Linked DNA regions of Sus scrofa: all the other regions are linked to region 1. Evidence: chromatin contacts called from public Hi-C and promoter capture Hi-C data. All regions are on one chromosome and are shown on one strand. The core of a region is the stretch at or near the end of the contact, and the rest is flanking DNA. Distances in the headings are between cores, read along the strand shown.

What was found. Promoter capture Hi-C pulls out the DNA fragments that hold promoters and counts their contacts. Hi-C and Micro-C count contacts between places; a contact is called where the count stands out from the background.
Region 2: a contact with region 1 is called in a promoter capture Hi-C map of liver, with 3 times the contacts expected there. The contact joins the promoter of CMAS here to the promoter of KCNJ8 in region 1. A contact is called at or near these places in 1 of 5 promoter capture datasets (liver) and 1 of 47 Hi-C or Micro-C datasets (epiblast stem cells).
Region 3: a contact with region 1 is called in a Hi-C map of liver, with 4 times the contacts expected there. The contact joins the enhancer-like site here to the promoter of KCNJ8 in region 1. A contact is called at or near these places in 4 of 47 Hi-C or Micro-C datasets (alveolar macrophages, embryonic fibroblasts, liver and 1 more) and 1 of 2 datasets of contacts at active chromatin or transcription factors (skeletal muscle).
Region 4: a contact with region 1 is called in a promoter capture Hi-C map of liver, with 5 times the contacts expected there. The contact joins the promoter of ABCC9 here to the promoter of KCNJ8 in region 1. A contact is called at or near these places in 1 of 5 promoter capture datasets (liver), 2 of 47 Hi-C or Micro-C datasets (fetal heart ventricle and heart right ventricle) and 1 of 2 datasets of contacts at active chromatin or transcription factors (skeletal muscle).

Annotation. Positions count from the first base shown.
Region 1 is chr5:51,694,454-51,697,483 of Sscrofa11.1, forward strand. KCNJ8 (ATP-sensitive inward rectifier potassium channel 8) reads left to right here and starts at 1,474. Exons shown (of 3, transcript XM_003126434.6): 1 at 1,474-1,880; 2 at 2,805-3,030. The coding sequence starts at 2,862.
Region 2 is chr5:51,457,010-51,460,039 of Sscrofa11.1, forward strand. CMAS (N-acylneuraminate cytidylyltransferase) reads right to left here and starts at 1,522. Exons shown (of 8, transcript XM_003126433.5): 1 at 1,150-1,522. The coding sequence starts at 1,409.
Region 3 is chr5:51,517,016-51,520,045 of Sscrofa11.1, forward strand. No RefSeq gene overlaps it. Among named protein-coding and RNA genes, the nearest start is that of ABCC9, 18 kb to the right of the region's middle. Within about 2 kb of position 1,531, at least 8 of the 83 cell types and tissues checked have an H3K27ac peak or open chromatin away from gene starts, as enhancers often do. A contact at or near this core is called in liver, where this site is marked.
Region 4 is chr5:51,534,934-51,537,963 of Sscrofa11.1, forward strand. ABCC9 (ATP-binding cassette sub-family C member 9) reads left to right here and starts at 1,598. Exons shown (of 40, transcript XM_021092240.1): 1 at 1,598-2,864.

The DNA.
Region 1 (3,030 bases), core at 224-2,723:
ATTTTGCTTACCTTGCTTCATCAATGAAGATTATATTGGTTTGTTACTAAAACATGGCCCACTCTTGTCAATTCTTGGTCACTTTGTTCATGACCTTTCTTCTCAGTGAAATGTCTTTCCTCAGCTTTTCTGCAAATGCAAATACATTGGTCTTTCAAAGACTAGATCAGATGCCAAAAAATCCACAATGCTTTCTTTCCTTAGTTTTCTCGTCTTAATATCTCTTATTTGAATTTCCAGGGCACTTTAGTTATATTTCTGTTCTTATTTTAATCACATCAGTGCTTGTACTAGAGTTTATTATCAAAGTCATGTCTCATACTACAATTGTCTACCTCTTAAGAACAGCAACTGTGATATATACACACACACGTATATATGTATATTCCTTCCCTTATGAAGTGTTCAACAAATGTTTCCCCCAGCTAAAATAACAGGGAATAAACTGTACACCAAACAATTGTAAAGCAGAATAACGAGGGGATTAACTGTACAATTTGATCCCCACACACTTGTGGTAAAACAACTACATAAATTACTGTAAAAGTTCAAAAATTCACGACAGTAGAGGGAACAGCTACCACTATCTGACTAGGATCTCAGGCTTGAAGGGGTTAAGCAGATCTATCCACAAAGGGAAAAAATGGTTCTTCATTTGCCTTCATTAAAGACTAATTTTAGGTCTCTTAGTAATTAAATGAACACATTGTTTATGCTCCATACACTTTCTGCCCTGAGTCTTGGAAAATACATGAAATTTCCAAGAATTAAAGTTTCCATTAACACAAGAGCCAAATCAGGAGGCTTGACCTGTGGGAGTAAGCACATTTGTCTTTGCTGGCTCCTTTTCAAAATGTTATAGAAAGATATTTACTGTATAAGCTTTCTTGTGCGCAATTGCTCTGTTTTATCATTCAGGCCATCTAGACAAGATGGAGAAGCTGCAACATTTCAGAAAGCAACCAATTACTGAAGAACAACGGTTTGAGTTCTAAAGTGTTGACAGCAGTCCTGTTTAGGGTAAAAAAAATTTTATTGGAAGAAACTTTGAGTGTTTTTTCTTTCTTTCTTTTTCTTTTTTTGGTCCCTGAGAACTAGCTTCGGTTGATGAAGAAATATACGTAGGGGTTTTGGTTTTCAGAACATCTTTCACTTGTATCACCCCTACTAGACAGGAATTTAATGTAAATAAGTATGTGTGCGCACAGTCTGGACGTCTCAGAGACTATTTTCTGGTCTCTATATCTGGTTTTATTCAATCTTAAGTAGCACAGTTATCTACCCAGGTTTAAAAAAAAAAAAAAATCTCTTTACGTCAGTGAACTCAGAAAGTTCGTTCCCCTGAGCAGGGAGCCTTTTAAAGACGTGCATGTCACGCGGGCGGCAGGGGGTCTCAGCTACTGGGAAAAGGAGCTGGTCCTACAGGCCCCGCCCTCCCTCCGTCGCCCCTCCTCCTGGCTGGCTCCCTACCTCCCAGTACTCGCCTTCCCAGCCAATCCCTCCCGCCCCCATCTGGGCAATTTCGGAGGCCTCAGAGGTCTGGGGCGCGTCAAAGACCGAACTGGGAGGCTGACTTGTGGAGCATCACCCCCAGCTCCTCTCCCCCAGCCCCTCCTCCGCCACCGGCAGTGGCCGGGGAATAGAACCGAGCAGGGGGAGGGGAAGAGCTATACCCATCCCCCTTCCTCCAGCCCTCCCCGCGTTCAGATTCACTTGCACCTTTTATTATTTTAACTCTTCTCCCTAGGACACGCGGTCCCCGGAACTGTCCCTCCGGCAGTCGCGGCCCCTGCTCCCGCGCGCCGAGATGGGACATCGAGGGACCTGCCCGCGAGGCGTGTGCGGAGAGGTGCGGCCGCCGCGCCAGCTGTCCAGAGTCTGTAAGTTTCAACGCTCCTCCAGGGTAGGGGAGGGGGGTGCTGTCCGCGCCCCCACAAATGATTTAAAATGCAAAACACGGGAGAGGTTTAAGCGTCGGATGGATTTTTCGGGGCACATTCTTTAATTAACTCTATCCGCAGCCCGAAGGCTATCCGGGTTTTTCCTGCAGCTTGTATGTTTGATCCCTTCGTCGTAAAGTTTTCAAGTTATAGAGTTCCAGTGGAGAATTCTTTTTTCTTTTCCTCTTTCTTTCTTTCTTTCTTTCTTTCTTTCTTTCTTTCTTTCTCTCTCTCTTTCTTCCTTTCTTTCTTCCTTTCTTTCTTTCTTAAATGCAACTCACACTTCTTTCTTGTCTGAAATACTTTTTCGTGATTTTCAAGTTACATAGCACATAACTTATTATTTTGTCGAATTACACGAAACGTGTTATTTATACTGCTCAGGAGGCCACGGCCTTTTGCTCTGCCTATTTCTAAAAATATTGGAAAAAGAATTACCCCTCTTTACTTTCAGTATTGCTATATCATGTGAATACTTTAGTAAATAGATCAGATCCTGATACCCAGCTGGCCTTAATATTTCTCATAGACGCTGCGCGTTTGTATCCTTGCACTAATCAACAGACGTGGGTAACCTTAGAATTATCATTGAGCCTGCTGTTTACAGGACGGCTCCTGGTTTTGTTTAATTAAGGCTATGCCCTTATGTGTTCTAAGCGATAAGGAATATTAAAACAGTTCAGATTCATACCAATTAATTTCTCCGGGATCCCAGAACTTAAGCGTTATCTAGACTCGATGAGTAAGATCATGCATTTAGCTTTGCACGTCACCTCGAATGTATAGACGCACCCCTTAATGCAAGGACTGAAGCGGTGAGGAAATGGGGAGAAAAGTTTTTTAATCTTCGTTTCCCTCCTGCAGGAGAGAAGGAGAGGCAGGTCAGAGACAGGTGTATAGGCTGGCTATGGTGACGGGACGATGTTGGCCAGAAAGAGCATCATCCCGGAGGAGTATGTGCTGGCGCGCATCGCGGCAGAGAACCTGCGCAAACCGCGCATCCGGGACCGCCTCCCCAAGGCCCGCTTCATCGCCAAGAGCGGGGCCTGCAACCTGGCGCACAAGAACATCCGGGAGCAAGGACGGTTCC
Region 2 (3,030 bases), core at 272-2,771, 240 kb before region 1:
TTGTATGGCTGAAAACAGGGCTGTGTTTACTGAACTGAACCAAATCCCCAAGTATTTCCCTATCTCTCCTTTGCACATTTCCTGTTACATGAGGGTTATCTTCTGTGCTCTGGCTCCTGTTTACCTTGCACCACCCAGTACTATCTTTGGATTAAAACATTAAGAAAATTAGTAAACTTAAACTTTTTTGGTATCTCCTTTGGAAACAAAATCGGTTAAATGAAAACCATTTATCCATATGTTAATAAGGGTAATGAATATACTCCAAAACCAGCCATCTCTTTAAAAAAACCCAAGCCCAAATATCAAAAGGTGAAAATAATTTACTTTCCACTGTAACAAATTCAATCATAATTAGGCTGAAATTACCATGTGTAAATTCATTCTTGGCACAGAATTCTCTCTCTCTTCTTTTATGAATGACATCAGCTTGTAACTCCTGACCAATATGGCATATGGCCATTCCTCTAAATGATGCACAATTAAAACTGTCCTTAGGGCAAACGAGGCTCCAAAGGTATAATGAAACCATTTATAAGCATTTCATCCAACAGTCCAGGGGTGCGCTTTCCCACTGTCTCTCACATAGGTACAAATGTAGGGAGCGTTCTAGATAGTGCTGACTCACAGGCAGATAGCTTTTTCCCAAAGGTCAGGAAAGGATCGCCAAGCTAAGCTGGAAATTGGAAAAGCCTTAACACCCCACTCCATTCATGAACCTGATGCTTCCTCAATCGATCAGCACCAAGTGGGTATCAGGAGCTGAGCAACAGGGGAAAGCCAATGGCCTCTGTTTAAAGGAGTTCACAAATTATCGTAGACGTTTCAGAAGGGTGGCCTCCTTTCCTTTACCCAATGAGGTCAAATCGGGCGGCGCAAACGGTTGAGTAGGGGAAATCTCCTCATTTACGGATGTTATTCTCAAGGGCGGGGACAGGAACTGTCTCAAGTTCACGGCTATTAGCGGCCAAGGAACAAGGAAGAAGCTGGAGCCCTTCCTCCCTGGGCTGTCAGCCTGGGCCCGGACACCCCGAATCTTGCACAACCCTTCCATGGGCCACAGCCCCACGAGCCACTGCCCCGCCAGCGGCCCGGCTCCCCCTCGCGACCCCCTCCCAGGCCGCACCGCCCACTTTCGCACATGCGCACCTCTGGAAGACCCCCGAATCCAGGGCCGCACGCAGGACCCAGCCAATGAGTGGGACCCCCGCCAGGTGCTTAATGTTCTTCAGGGGGATGCCCTTGCTGCCGCCCCGGGCCAGGATCAGGGCCGCCAGGTGCGGGGGCTTCTCTACCCCTCGGCCCTGGCCGCCGCGGGAGTTGCGTTGCAGCTTCGGCGGCCGGCCCCGGGAGGGCCGCCCCCGTGGGTTGGAGACAGAGGTGGCGGCCCCCTTCTCCACTGAGTCCATCTTCCTCCCACGCCTTCTCCCCAGCTTCTCCACATCCGGGAGCTCGTCTCGCCGCCTCAGCTCGGCGCCGCCCGATCTCCCCGCCCGGCCACCCGCGGGGGTGGGGTGGGGTGGGAGTGGTTGTTCCCGGCCCCACCCACCGCCACGTCCTTCACCCTTGTGGGGCATGCTGGGGATTGTAGTCCGCGGGTAGTTCGTGGGGTCCTGGAGACACTTTAGGCTCTGCCTGGGGTCCACCAGGGCGACCGCAAACCCAAGTCAGGCAGTGACAGGCAGTCACAACCGGGAGGCACTGCATCTTCTGGGGGGCTTGATATTGTATGGAGATTTCTAAAATAGTGCATCTAGATGACCGATCTTTTGCTAAAGAGCGTCCCCATTTAGGAATTGTAGTAAGTTTCCCCCTGCAGGGCCTGATGAACCCTAACACAAATCAATTTATACTTTAAAATTTATATTTGAAGTGTACCTCTTTCTGCAGTGCCCCTGACTCGTTGTTTGCAAGAGATTACCTCATTGTCCTCCAGTCACCTTAAATTCAATATTTTAAAAACAACTCTCCATGTGTCCTCAAACTGCTTCTACCTCTGCATTTTCTGTCTTTTTTTTTAAATTGAGGCATAATTGGCATATAACATATTAGTTGCAGGTGTACAATGCAATGATTTGATATTTGTATGTATTGCAAAATGATCACTGCAATAGGTCTAGTTAACATTTCTGTGAACATTTCCATCGACATTTTCTATCAACAGTATCTCCCCATCTAAGTGGAAAAAACTAGGAAGCTGACCTTAACTATTCCCTTCTAATGTAGTAGACAACTATTGTTGTTTGTTTTTGTTTTTGGACTCCCAGAAATATTTTCCTTTCAGGAATTTTTACCTCTTTGACCTGGTGGGTGTTTCAAATCCTCAGCGTTGTAGTAGTGGGTGTGGGACCCAAGTTGGTCAGTCTCATCTTCCTGGACACAGTTGTGGTCGAGGGACAGGCCTATGACCAAGCAGAGCCCACAATCTGGGAAGGAAAGATTTTTTTTTCTTGCTGAATTTTTGGGTGCTCAGAACCCTGTAAACCTGAAAACTCAGGGCAGGATGAGGAAAGGCTGGTGGTGGGGGTTTTGTTCTGAAATTGGCTGGGAGACTGATGTTCACACAAAAGAAATTAGGGACAAGAGATGAAGGGAGAAGAGAGAAGGAGTCCTATGACATCATTTCAAGCTCTTGATCCCGCTGAAAATTTCAAAGGTGTGCATGGGCGCGTGCGCACACGCACACACACACACACACACACACACACACACACCTCTTTTGTAATAGTTCTTTTAGGAAGGCATCTCCTACTTAATATGCATTTTATCTTTCACTACTTTTGCAAGCCTGTTTTGGAAGCAGAGAGTCTCCTTGTCTGTCCTGGGTGGAAGCTAATACATCCAGAAGCAGGAAAGGTAGCCTATTGCCTTTCCTTCTTAAGGAATGGCAGAAGGCTTTTGTGCTTCACAGGTCTTGGCCCTTTATGAAGGAAATAAAATAAGCTTTTAGTGTTTTGGATCCTAGACAGACACTGGAAACTTTATATCTCATCTTCTTGCCTGCGAAGTAGTGATGGCCCAGCCCTTCCT
Region 3 (3,030 bases), core at 281-2,780, 180 kb before region 1:
AATAATAAAAAATAAAAATGAGTTGAAGATTAAAGTGCCTTTGTACTTTCCTCTAATGCTAAATACCTTTGCTCTCTCTCAGCATGTTCTTCTAAAGAGGCACACCAAAACCACAATACTTTGTTCTGATTCAGCTTTGACTTCCTTCTCCTGATCTCTCATGTACTTAACTCCCAAGTCCTGTCAGTTCTGCTTCCATGAGTCCTCCCCTCTCATTTCATCTTTCTTCTTTTTTTGGGCCATGTCCATGGCATTAAGAAGTTCTCAGGCCAGGGATCCAGCCAGTGTCATGGCAGCAACTTGAGCCACAGTAGTGGCAACACCAGATCCTTAACCTGCTGAACCACTAAGGAACTCCTAACTTCTCTATTCTTATTTCTGGTCCATGAAAACCAAGCCCATCTCACAGCTAGTAGATGTCTCTGCCTCGAACAGGTCTCTTTCCCATTGCCCAACCTGCAGAGACTATCACTTTCATCTACTTCAAACACAAGTTTAATTATGTCTTTTTCTCGCTTAACAATATCCAATTATTTCCTATTTCCTCATGAAATAAAAAATTCCTTGCCATCAAAGGTTCTCCTTGGTTTGGATCTAATATATTTCCTCTCATCTTTTTACCTCTCCTTTTGGTCCTTTCCCCCAGACTCTGGTCAAACTGAATCTGTTACTGTTTTTATTCTATTACAGATCATTTCCCTTGGCTGATCTTCGTCCTTTGACCTTAAGTGTTCTTGGCTTAACCCAAAGTTTCAGTTTAGCTCAGCCTTTTCATGGTGGGAACTGAATAAATACTTGCGGCATTAACTGTTTTTTGAATTAAGGGCAAGTCCTGAATTGCGTATGATCCTTTGGTCAATTTGCTTTGCTTTTATGTGATAGTGGACGTCATTGGAGCTCCCAGGGTTTCCTCTATTCGAGGTGAATCATTCTAACCAATGAATGTTAAATGCAGAGCTCCCATTGTGGCTCAGCAGGTTAAGAACACAACAGTGTCCCAGGGATGCGGATTCAATCCCTGGCTTCACTCAGTGGGTTAAGTATCTGGCATTGCCGCATGCTGTGGAGGAGGTCACAGATGAGGCTTGGATCTGGCATTGCCACGGCTGTGGCATAGGCCTGCAGCTGTAGCTCCAATTTGACCCCTAAACTGGGAGCTTCCATATACCACAGGTGTGGCTTGAAAAAGGGAAAAAAAAAAAGAATGTTAAATGCCATTCACATCAAAGCAATAAGGTCCTCTCTTTCACCCTGTCCAGTGTAAGGCCATGCACCTGTCTGTGAAAAGGTTCTTTTTACTTCTATTTTGGTTTTCAACTTACTTAATCTTTCCATTTTGGAGCTTATGTGTCTTTTCTTTTAGATGAGTTTTTACTTGGAAAGAACTTCAGATTCAAACTGGCAGTAAGATTCTTGCCCTGCTATTCTCAGTTTTGACTCCAGGAGGTCTTGAGTGGACCCTAACATTTCCTGTTAGGATCAGGAATGGAGAAAAGTTGGAGAGGGGATACAGAGGTCAAAGAGTTCCAGGAACTGAAGTGTAGAAAAGCTGATATCCCCAAGAAGGATAAACAGGAAGAACACATCACCACAGTAACCAGAAGAGGTGAATGAATATACTTGTGTGCTCTATGGCCTACAGTTGTATTTTATTTCTGTAGCATGAAAAGAACTGACTTTAAAAGTCTCTCTTTTATACTTTTTGCCTGAGAAAATAATATGAGGTTTCTGAGCTAGCTGGCGAAACAACTGAAATACAGTCTTTCTCAGCTTTCATTTTACCGCAAAGGAACTGGAAAATCCCCATATGCCGACTGTGTGACAGGAAATGGGACTGAAGTCTTGACTTCTGATTTTTTTCCTTAGTACTTTCTTAAAAGTACTGATACAATATTGCATCTTCCAGCTTTGCCCCTCCTAACATTGTCTTATAAGGTAACAGCCCATATAAAGCTGCATGAGGAGCATGTATGCTTCCAGCAAGTAAATCTTTTGTCAAATGATTCAAAAGCAATGGAACTCTTCAGCTAGAGTTCCAAAATGCTAAGCAATATTTTGACTTTTTCTGCAAGTAGCTGAGCTGCAAGCATTCCAGGTTGATATTAGTTTAACACACAGAATGATGTTTAAGACTATTTATGAGGTATGTTATATGCCGCTTCTGTTCAGTTTAGTCAATAGATTTGTACCAATCATGGCCATGTGGACCTACAATTCTGTCAGGAAGAGTTTTTCTTTAACTTTTTGTAAAGACTGAAAAAGGATTCCATGAGAATAACTCTGTTCACACTGTAGATGATAGTTGCATTCAATTTTTAACAGAGATTGTGCTATAAATATTATCAGCTATTCAGTTCCTTTCCGATGGTAATTCTTCATTTCTCAGGAACTGGAGAAAACTCTTGCGCAAACATACTAGGCATCTCTGCTTGCATCTGTGAATAAAAAAATAGTGTCTGCCGAATCAGTAAACAAAGGATGTCACAGCCATTAAGCCATCACATTACAGCCCCCCTCTGCCCCCAGACAGGGCGCCCTGAGGAAACAGGATGAGAAAACACAGGATTCTGGTCCCAGAGAGCAGAGGTGCACATCAAAGGAATGATTTCAGTGAGTCCAGACTCTTGAATCTCCCCATACATAGAAAAGCATTAAATTCCTTAACCTGAGATAATCCGATGTTCTTTAATTAACAGTAATCTTTTGATGTTCCGACTACCTGGTCTTCTTTGCAAAAACTCCTATATTTCCTGCCTCCCCGCTCCACCTCTTGCCTCTTTAGAGCAGTCTCTCAGACCAATCTGAGAGTTTTGTCTCCTGGCTGGAAACCCTTAGAAAGTCCACTAAATAAAATATAATTCTTAGCTTTTAGGTTGTGTTTTTTTTTTTTTTCCAGTCAATACATACTAGCATGTAAGACTTTCTCATAAGTCTGGAAGCTTAGGAATGGGCAGCACAACAAAGGGCTGTTTTCCTACCAAGAAAAAACTCCTTCTAAGGTAAGAGGGGGGACAGGTACAGAGCTGGGTC
Region 4 (3,030 bases), core at 348-2,847, 160 kb before region 1:
CCATAGGCACAGCAACGCAGGATCCTTAACCCATTGAGCTAGGCCAGGGATTGAACCTGCGTCCTCAGGGATACTTGTTGGGTTTGTTACTGCTGAGCCAAGACTGGAACTCTAAACTTTTTTTTAATGCAAACTTTTTTTTTTTTGGTCATTTTTTTTTGCCATTTCTTGGGCCGCTCCTGAGGCATATGGAGATTCCCAGGCTAGGGGTCGAATCGGAGCTGTAGCCACTGGCCTACACCAGAGCCACAGCAACGCAGGACCTGAGCCATGTCTGCAACCTACTCCACAGCTCACGGCAACGCCAGATCCTTAACCCACTGAGCAAGGCCAGGGATGGAACACACAACCTCATGGTTCCTAGTCAGATTCGTTAACCTCTGAGCCACAACGGGAACTCCTTAATGCAAACTTTTTAGAAAGGTAATTTTGCATTCTATATCCACAGCCTTAAAAGCATTTATTACTTTTTAAATTCTTTTATTAAAATATAGTTGATTTACAACATTGTGCCAATTTCTGCTCTACAGCAAGCATTTATTACTTTTGATCATGTAATTACTTTTCAAGGAATATATCTTAAAGAAATTATTTGCTACCAAAAAACCCCTGTTTATAAAAAAGTTCATCATAGGATTAAATATGGTAGTGAAAATTTGGCAATTCTGTCCAACAATAAGAAAAATGGACTTAAAATCAAGATACAGCCACACAGTGAAATGTTATGCAGCCATTCAAATAATTTCTATAAAGATTTCAAAATACAACCAGAAAATAATTGTTTTGAAAGATACCATGAGGAGACAAGTTATTTTGAGGTTGCCAACAATATAAAATGTTCATAGGTATTCCTTGATAGCCTACCGCTCAAGGACTCCCAACTGCCATTGCTGTGGCTTGGGTTACAAATGTGGCAGGGGTGTGATCCCTAGCCAGGGCACTTACCTACGCAGCAGTCCCAGACCACCGCCCCCCCCCCAACAAATGCATGGAAAAAATGATGAAAATAGCACGTACGCTTATTAGCTTTTACTGACAGGGCAGGCACTGTCTCAGCACTTTAAAGGGATTATCTCCTTCACTCTCACATCAAGCCTATGAAGCAGTTTTTTTTTAATTTGTCCTGTTGAATATGCGAGGAAACTGATACACAGAGGGGTTAAACAAGTTGTCCAAAGTCTCTGAGCTAACCAACTAATTGGGTAACAAGATTTGACAGCAGGCTAGCTTCCTTGAGTCCATGCTTTTTATCATTACCGTTTGTTTTTGTTAAAATGTAACAAAATGTTTTCAGTAGTTTTAGAAGTTTGAGGGCTCATATACTTTTCCATACTTTCAAAGTTTGACTTAAAAAGAATGTTTTAAGGCATGACATTTAAGCATAACAAATGAGCTTAACGGTAGGAATATACATCTTTTTAAAGTCCCAAAGTCAACTTGGTTTTGTGTGGGCACACTCAGGGTCTATATCTGGGCATTATCTGCACCCTTCATTTCCAGTTCTCTCTGCCCAGAAGCGCTGGGAGCCTCTGGTCCCGCTTCTGGCTAGTTCGCCGGGTCCCTAGGGTTCTGGCCACGGTCCTGGTATCCGCGTTCTACAAGCGTGCTTTCTCCCTGCGCCCGCGTCGCGGCAAACAGTCCAGGGTGCAGTAGCAGAGTTTTCAAAGTCCGCGGGCCGGGAGACTCAGGGACCCTCCCGGGTGCCGCCCCACGAGGCCCCGCAGACTCCTAGCGGCCGTGGCTTCCAGCTTCAATGAGGCCGGGCCTCACCCAGGAACGCAGCGACCTTCCCAGCCGGAGATGCCTGCGGGGGGCGGCTCTGCCCCAGAGTCGGAGCGGCCGCTGGGGCTTGGGGTTCAGCTCCCGGGACAACGTCCAGCTGCCCGCGGCCCTAGAGCGGTGCCCCTCGGGGGTCGCGCACCGAGCCTTCGGAGGCACCAGCCAGCCGGGCCGACCATCCTTTATCAGATCAGGACAGTTGACGAAAACAATGGTTATTTCAAGCTGACTGAGCGCTGACCCCCGATAAAAACGAATGTTGATTACAGAGGGTTGCCTGGGACAAAATTTATGGCATGCGTCCTGAGGGGGAGTTCTTGTGGGGTGAGTGTATTTTAAACATGTTATCTCCTTGAGAATGTCTGCACTCTCTGGTCGGGAGCTAAGAGTGGGAAAACTGTTTATAAACCGTGGAAGTCGAAGCCCCACTTTCGGGGACGAAGATTAAGGCTCGCTCTTCCGTAGCGCGGCAACTGGTCCAGACGAGTCACCAAGTTTCCCGGGGCGCTGGGGCCCCAGCTTGAGCCTGCCTTACTCCTGCGAGACATTGGCACGCACGAATACAGCCAGGCAGCCGGTTCCTCTGCCTGGAATGAAGCCTTTATTTCCCAGGTCCGCAATGGGGGACAGTGATGAAACCCTCAAATCTGCTTCCTTATCTGGTTAATAAAAAGGCGCACACAGAGCCTGGGGGAACGATTACAAGTGCAAGTGACCTTGCGTGTTTTAACTTTGGAAAAGCCGACTCCAGTGATAACGGAATTGTAGATTGTAAATTTCAATGTCTAATGAATTGTGGGGACGAACGTTATTTTGTAAAATCCTAGTCTGCGCGTCCCAAATTTGCAGCTCCGGTGCCGAAAGCTGGGCCGAGCGGGGGTGGGGAGGGTCTCCAGTACGAGGCGCGGCGCTCGGGGCTTCTGCCCAGTTTCCTGCGTCTGAGTCGCAGTGTCCGCCCCAGCCCATAGCAGTCTGTGCTATTGAGAAACTCGATAGGAGGCAGCAGCTGATCCCCCACCACCCTAAAAATAATCCGCTCGGCGCCCTGATTGCTTCGGCCAGGGAAGGAAAACTTTGCCTTCGGAGTAAGTGAGTTCGTGTCTTTTACATATATATCATTTCAGAATTTTAAGAATAACTCTTAAACTGTCGATTTTGATCTAACATTTCGGCAACCAAAAGGCGCCCGCGCACTCTCGCAGCGCTTTGCCTTCGCGGTCGCTATTTCTAGGATTAAGGGACCGGGCCCCA